Linked DNA regions of Gossypium hirsutum: region 2 is linked to region 1. The links are chromatin contacts, called in public Hi-C maps. All regions are on one chromosome and are shown on one strand. The core of a region is the stretch at or near the end of the contact, and the rest is flanking DNA. Distances in the headings are between cores, read along the strand shown. Region 1 overlaps LOC107913684 (bifunctional aspartate aminotransferase and glutamate/aspartate-prephenate aminotransferase). Region 2 holds the start of LOC107913681 (photosynthetic NDH subunit of lumenal location 4, chloroplastic).

Region 1 (4,006 bases), core at 1,473-3,972:
TTTGGCATTTTGTGTGGTATATTGGGAACTATGGGATATAGATGCAGCCAATACTAATCTCTGACATGTACTGGTCAAGTATCTGAATATTGTGGTAACTTTCAATGTTGTTCACAAGAATAAACAGTTAGGATTTAGTTGTCAATTTCCTTGGTAAGGCTCGTTGTATATCTTAGAACATGGCATGTGCACATTTATCTAAGATTTAAAAAGGTTACTGGATATGTTTAGTTTGAACCTCCTAATGCTTCAATACTTGTTCAAGTTATTCAATGTTTCTACTTTTTTATATTTTGCTCCTAGCTGCTGAAGAGTTTTGAGCCAGAGCTTACCTTACATGCCCTTAAAATTTTGTTCATTCACTTGGTACTTTAGAGTTGAAGCTATGCAGCAGTTAATGCGGTTTTCAAAAAGACAATATAGGATGAACTTGCTTGTTATTGTGATCGTGGACTTCAATAAAATACTGAACCATCTATTGACCAAATGCTAGGAAAGTATTTTTAAAGTTGAGCGAGAAAGCAATGTGAATAAAGAGAACATTAGAGCCAAATTAGGGTGGGAGGTGGGCTAGAAATGTCCTTGAATTTCATGTGAATGAGATTTTCAGACTCTGCTTGAAAACTAAAATTGCTTTTGTATGGAGAGAGTCAAAACTTATGTCATTAATTAGCATAACGATCATGTTTCACTTATCCTGGTTTGCAAGTGTTAAAAGGAAAGAAGAAAAATGCCGAGTATGCTTGAGTTGATGGTGCTAGATGGGCACCTCTAAATATCTGTATATTGAGAAGAATTGTAATTACTGACCTCATAAAGTATAAGGCAATGGAATACAAATACATCAATTAGTGAAAATAGGTTGATATATCTATTAGTGTACTTATATGCGCATCAATTTATTAATTAAATGTGTAGTTTCAGTTGTTTAATTGATATGTGGAAAACTAAACCTTAATGCGGTTTATGTTTCTCAGTCCACTTCAGGAGCTAGTAGTATAGCACAAAAAGCAGGAGTTGCCGCATTAGGCTTGGGCTGTGCTGGTGGGGAAGCAATTTCCACCATGGTGGAAGCATTCAGGGAACGGCGAGATTTCTTGGTTAAGAGCTTTGGGGAATTGGAAGGTGTTAAGATATCAGAACCTCAGGTACCCCTATTGGCGCAGAGTCTCTTATTACCAAAAGAAAAAAGAAACCTCATTTATGTACTTCTCAGTTTGTTCGGTGTTAGATATTTAGCTCTTCAATTAACATGTTTCTTGCTTGCACGACTTCTGGTTTGCAGGGAGCTTTCTATCTATTCATTGATTTCAGCTCCTACTACGGAATAGAAGCTGAAGGTTTTGGCAAAATCGAAAATTCGGAGTCACTTTGTCGATACTTCCTGGACAAGGCTCAGGTATGCTTTGTTGAATGCTGTTTCAGGACTCTTTTTCTTTTTGAAGTGATTAAGAAGGGCTAGGCTGTTTTTCATAGACATTATTGGGAACTGATTGAATAATACCGTGATTAATGTTGAAGATGAAATAATCAAAGACTGCTGCAAATTATTGACAGGTTGCACTAGTCCCTGGAGATGCATTTGGGGATGATAGCTGCATTCGGATATCATATGCAGCATCCCTCACCACCTTACAAGCTGCTTTTGAGAGAATTAAGAAAGCACTCATCTCCCTCAGGCCTGCTGTTCCTGTTTAACACATGAATTATATATCATTTAGCATGTTTAATTGTTGGTTGTATTTTGTTTTGGGATTTGAATTTTTTATGTTTTAATAAGCTTTTTTTTTAATAAACTCTGGATTTTCTCTGTTCTCTTCCATAATTGTCATACATGTGTCGATCCTGAGATGAGAATGTTCCCAAAGGAATATTTCATTGTAGGCTAACTAGATGTAGTGCTCCAAGGAATGCATTCACTAGCTAGTTAGATGGTACAGAATTAAGGAGAAGCAACCCTACCCTTTCCCTTTTTGGCAATACAAATAATATTGCTGCCCAACTTGAATATTCTGCTTAAGGCATCCCTAAGAAGCCAAGGAACCCTTAGTCCAAAGCCTGAAACTATTGACTTTAGCTTTAAAACAATTAATCTCTAATGTCAAGAATTCTCTTCTTCCATCCATGCATTTCCTCCATTACGATGTCAATAAACTTTACCAAGAACCTTAAACCCAAAACTTGAAATGGTGGCTTCGATACCATGGCAACAAGGGTCAGCAAAAATTGTATTTTTTTTTTTTACTTAGAAACTACAGTAGTACACAAAGGTTTTGGGTGTTGGAGTTTGGAGCAATTGTAGTGTGTCCAATGAAGGTTGTAGAGGTGGGACTTTTTGTACCCTGATAAGTCCTAAGGACTGGTCTGCTGTTGCAAAAGCCCCTGAATTCGACCAAGTTGCTGACAAAATAATATTCAGGCTTTTGAATGGAAGGGTTTTCAGAGATTCAATTGTGTGCGTATTAAGGAGGCCTTTGCTGCCATATTTGATTCTTTGGTTTGATTCCTTGTTGTTGAGGCTATTTTTATACATAACAACACCTTTAGTAGACCCCTATAATTTTAATTCCTTTAAGGTTGACATTGAAGACTACGTTTCCATTCTTGAATTTGAGTTACATAGATCGAAAATTCTTACATGTAATGTTCACAAATTTTGGGCTGATCAAGTTACACTTGATGCAGATGGCAAGCTTAGCTACTTCGGGCTTGGGCTACACAAACAGAGGTATGAGAATATTCTTATATGTTAGATACCTGAATCCCTGTGGGAGGAACATGTTGAACACATGCAACAGTTACTTCCATTAATTTTTAATTGTGTAGACAGTAGATTCATAAATAATTTGGTGTTTATTATGATAGGAATCAAGCCCTCCTAGCATATTAATAGCAGTTGGCAAAGCTCCCCCAAATTCTATTGGATATCAGAGGACATTACCCTATACAAGGCCAAGTTTAGTTAATGTTAATTTGTGGTAATTTATTTGAGCGAATGGTAACTAATTAATAAGGAATATATGAAAACCTACAGATGATGTAAAGAGTGGAAAATGTAAAGGCAAAGGAAGGCAGCCTCTAAAACAACTTGCTCAATCATTCTGATTCACTGACACATCAGAGGAAGTGCAATTTATTGTTTCTACTCGCATAGCAAGTGTTATTTCGTTCAAGCTGATTTTTTTTTTTAAAAATTTTCTATAATTTATTGTAAAATATAATAATTATTATAATTATAATTATTATTAACAATTCTTTTTAATGATTTTTTAAAAGAACGTATGACACTATGATATTTCATTTATAATTTTTTGATATTATATTGTAATATTTGTATAGAGAAAATTAAAACCATTCTTAAATCTATAGATTTTTATTGTATTTAATTAAATAAAAGTTAATAAATTTTTTTTATATGTATTACCGGTTAGAAAATTATTAAATGACCAGAATTTTATAACACAAGTAATATATTAGAAGAGTTATATAGGTAATTTACTTTTATTTATTTAAAAATAAATAAATAAAACCATTCTCTTTAGTATTTGAACATGGGTGCACAAGATGTTAAGATCTCAACTTCCTAACGTAACCAAAATCTAATGGGTAGTTTACTTACCTTGAATGAACTTAGTTTCCATTCAATAAACTACTTCCCCTGTTAATCGGATCTAGAGTTATAATCAAGATGAGAGAGTTTGAATAGTGGTAAGTTCGAGCTCGATTAAAAACTTGAGGCTTGAGCTTAATCGAATATCAATTTTTAAGTTTAAGATATAATTAAGTTATTTGTGCTTGAGCTCAATTAAACCGTTTATCAATTTTTACATTTAAATTTAAGCTTGAATTTATCTAAATTTTTTAGGAATTTTATATTAAATTTCAACTAAGTCACTTTTGCATATAAAAATTTGATTGTTACGTAATATTTAATAAGGTATCCATGAAAAATTATTTCTAGCAGTCATTAAAAATTTGATTGTCGGGTTAAATATTTTTGCATATA
Region 2 (4,181 bases), core at 1,137-3,636, 97 kb before region 1:
AAAATGATTAAATTTATTAATATTTACATTAAGGCTTACTGAGTTTGGTGTCAGCTATAAGCAGATCCAAATAGTCATGAAGTTACCCCCCCCCCCTATTAAGCAATAAATACCCCCACCCTTAAAATCTAAAAAAATATACTTAAACATGACGAGGTTGAATCCCAAAGCATTATATAATTTTTATCATCCTACTTTTACCATCTTAACTCAAACCAAGTTTAATTATTTTTATCAACTTTCACAAATTTATTACATAAAATTTCCACCCTTATTGTAGTTCTGTCCAAACATAGGATCTTTATACTCGAGCTAATTCAATGTTAGCCCGGCCCAAAACAAAATTCAGGGTCAACATTTTCCCAACTCCATATTGAAAGGGCTTAACCTCGGATTGTTGAGCTTGAATATTACAAAAATGTCTACCAAATGAAGTTTGTAGAAATATAATTTTAGCCCTTCACCAAGTATCTGTTTGCCTTTAAAATTGGATGCCATTTGCACACAAGAAACAGAATATATATATATTATATAAAGAAACAAAGGCCTAACTCCAAAGAAAATAATATGGTAGCATGGAACATAGTCTTTAGGAGCTTGTTTGGTAGACACCGAACTATTTGGATAAATCATTTAGTTGGTCAAAGTGTTCCACCAACAGGTACCTGTCAAAAAGTATCAGATTGGAGGGACCATCACCTGAAACATCCTTCAACTTCATTAAAACACGCAACTAATCATTCATATATACATATATTTGTGTATGTATGTATGTATATCTTCAGCAAAGTGCAGGAAACTCATTTCGAGACTGGCTAACATATGGTGGCATCATCATCTTCTTTCATTGAGCCAAGAGTTATAAAAGAAAGGGGCGTATAAAGGTTTGAATGGTTAATGCTGAGCTACAAATGTGCCTTCTAAGCTACAAATGTGCCTTAGTTAGGAAACTCACTTTAATCACTTTGCATTTCCAGAGTAGATGCCAACAAAGTTAATATCATATAGGAGAGTTGCATTGGCAGGTATGTTGCAGTCGCCTAAATAAAGAAGATCATGGAGTTAGTGAGGTAATTGTCACAACAATGAATGTTTAACAACACATCCAGTTATATCTGGGAACTAACCGGAAAAGCATCCCGCAGGTTCTGGTCCATATGCTAAGTTTGGTGGAATCTGAAGCCTACGTTTTCCACCTGTGTCAAAATCAACATCATAAACAATTACTCTACAACAATATGAGAGGAAATAAAGTCATGCTAAAAGTAATATGCAGTGTCTCGGAATCGTACCAACAAGCATAGGAGGGACTCCTTCACCCCCTAAAATTCCCTGGTCCAATCCCTTAATGACCTGAAATGAAGGCATGGTATGAACTTAAATTAATGACCTGAAAGGAAAGATTGACAGTAGTATATCAGCAATAGACGAATCTATGGGGGAAAATGTACCTTGCCAAGACCAATTCGCATGGTGAGAGGTCTAGCACGTTTATAGCTACTATCAAAGACTATCCCATCAGCAAATCTTGCAGTGTAGTGAATCTATGCAAAGAACAAATTAGAGAAAATAGTGTTAATTCGATCAATCTGATGTTCACATATTTTGCAGTGTCTCATGTCAATATGGATCATGCAATGCATTCATATTATAAATATATCGATATTTACACATCTGGGTCTTCAAAAAATTGCCATGGCAAGTTTCTACCCTTTTGGATTTGAAGCCTAAAATATGGTCATGGTAAGTAGTAATGCTATTGAGTTCCTCATTCATGTGCATATCTACTTGGCTGTAACATTAATTGTAGCATCAACCAATAACCAACAAAAAAATTAATCTGAAATCAAGAGATGAAGTTACATTGACAAGCTCTCCACGTGGAGCTTCCACACCAGACCCTACAATAACATCACAGTAACCAAGACCAGATTTGGCATAGTTGAGCTCACATTGAGGTTCCCCAACAGTTGCAAAATACTCGATCCTGGTGGCATCAGCCTCCAATGGTGAGCAAGCAAGAAGTGAAGCTGCTAAAAGCCCAACACCCACATTGAAAACACATTGTTTCGCAACAGGTTTTGAGTTGAAAGAGAGTTTGGGTTCGTTGGGAGGTGGGAGTGGCGTGGAAGAAGAGCAAGAACAGGAGAAGGATGGCGATGAAGTGTGCTTAGAGTTGGAGAAACGATGGGTCAATGGCTTTGCAGTTGCAATGGCTAAAGCAGAGGTCGCCATTTTTCCTTTTTTATGATTCTTTGGATTTGGAAAGCAAAATTTTCTAAGCGGAGAATTCGGATAGGAAAAATAAATGAACTACTTTGGCAGGAAATTCTGTTCGTCGGATATGGATAAGATTTAGGCTTTCATTTATAATTACACTGATGTTAAGTAATCCGGGATTAACTTATTTTTATAAGTTATTGTACTTTGTTCAAATTAAATTTAAAACATTATTATTAACATATATTAATCTGATTTTGTATAAACATATAATCACTTATACTAATTAAATTAAAAATATTTTTATTATAAAATTCAAACTTTTTATTAAATATTGTGTTAATTGTAGATTATTTTACGTTAAATTATTATTATGGTATCTCTATTATGTTTAAATTTAAGATGTATCTATACTTTAATTTGACATAATTTGGTTCATCTACATAATATCATTAGTTCGACAAAATAGTTGACACTCTTAATTATTATAGTTAAAACGTCGACGGAGAAATTTTTTCTTAAAAGCATTCGTTCCATCTTTTTTTTTTATATAGAGTAAAGGTATCCTCCATGTCCGTTTCTAGGGTCCATAGAGGTTAATCCTTTTGGGATTTGTAGTTGCCCCTCTCCCAACAATGCAATCTTTAAGATTCAAACTTAAGTCCTCTATTGGGAGTAAAATATATCTTATCATTGCACTCAATACTTATTGGTCTCATTCCAATTTATCATGTCGAAAAAAAAATTGTGTTAGAAAGGTTTTTAAAAAAAATTCACATAATCATTTTAATCAAAATAGTTAAGAATGTTAATTATTTGAACAAACTAATACCAAAAGGTAAATGACTAAATTATGTCAAATTAATATATGAAAATTAAATCTCAAACATGAGCATAGTAGAAGATAGTGTAATATCCTGAAATCTCCAGTACTATTCCAAGTCTTGGTATAGTGAAATATAGAAGAAAATTTGAAGATTAGTTTTACAATTGTAGCCTTAAAGGATTGTTTTGATTCTTAAAAAGAGGAAATTTGAGTGAATGATTGTGAATATGAGATTTTGGTATATAGGACTAAATTGTAAAGTTGGAAAAGTTAGAGACGTTAGTGTCATTTAATCAAATTGAGGAAATAAGGGTTAATAATGATTGTGGAGCATAAAGATGACTTGGATTGGGTATTAATTTGATGAAAGTCACTTTGGGGATTAAATGGAAAAATTAAAAAGCACAGAGGCTTAATGTGCAAATTTCCCAACAAGCGAGAAATGAGACAAAAAGTATGAACTATGAAGGGAGTGCCTTATCATTAATATTTGTAAGTAACGGTAAAAAAATACAGATTTATTGGACTCAATTAAATAAATATGAGAGTTTAGGGATTAAATCATAAAATTTTTATTTTTAACAAAATAGGTTCTAAATGCAAAACTATGTATGGAAAATTAATAATTATAATTGAAATTTTAAATCCAGGAAAATTTGAAGGATTAAGTGACTTGAATGGAATATACAATGGTGAAAGAAAATAGGTTTACTTTTCAAGATTGATTGTTAGGAATCAAAACCTTTGAAATTTGTTAAGAGATTAGAGAGAAGTTTGTGAGAAAATGTAAAGAGAAATTTCTATCATGAATGAGTCCTTGGGGAAATTACCATTTAAAACCTTTTATCAATCAAAATCTAACTTTTTCCTATTCACACATTAACCCCAATAATTTTATAAATTTTACGATTTAATCCTTACTTCATTACCCACCAATTAATCACTAATAAAAGCATAATTATTGCACCAATTAATCTAACCCACGACTTTACTCGAAACTCATTTTTAAAAATCTCTCAATTTGATTTTCAAAATAGCTCGATTCACAATTTCGATCCAAAATCGACCTTTTCAATTTTAAAAAAATCTGGGCGTTATAGCTTAACTAAAACCATTAATTTCATATATGTTTAAT

The links. A called contact is a pair of places that touch in the nucleus more often than the background predicts.
Region 2: a Hi-C map of leaf shows a contact between it and region 1, with 3 times the contacts expected there. The contact joins the promoter of LOC107913681 here to the enhancer-like site in region 1. A contact is called at or near these places in 3 of 34 Hi-C or Micro-C datasets (all in leaf).

The regions. Positions count from the first base shown.
Region 1 is chrD11:38,254,502-38,258,507 of Gossypium_hirsutum_v2.1, reverse strand. It overlaps LOC107913684 (bifunctional aspartate aminotransferase and glutamate/aspartate-prephenate aminotransferase), which reads left to right. Exons shown (of 10, transcript XM_016842341.2): 8 at 978-1,148; 9 at 1,286-1,399; 10 at 1,558-1,816. The coding sequence ends at 1,698. Among protein-coding and RNA genes, the nearest start is that of LOC107913684, 6.0 kb to the left of the region's middle. Within about 2 kb of position 2,722, at least 3 of the 9 cell types and tissues checked have an H3K27ac peak or open chromatin away from gene starts, as enhancers often do. A contact at or near this core is called in leaf, where this site is marked.
Region 2 is chrD11:38,351,208-38,355,388 of Gossypium_hirsutum_v2.1, reverse strand. It overlaps LOC107913681 (photosynthetic NDH subunit of lumenal location 4, chloroplastic), which reads right to left and starts at 2,386. Exons shown (of 6, transcript XM_016842337.2): 1 at 1,864-2,386; 2 at 1,452-1,544; 3 at 1,293-1,353; 4 at 1,128-1,196; 5 at 956-1,040; 6 at 374-699. The coding sequence starts at 2,235. The coding sequence ends at 961.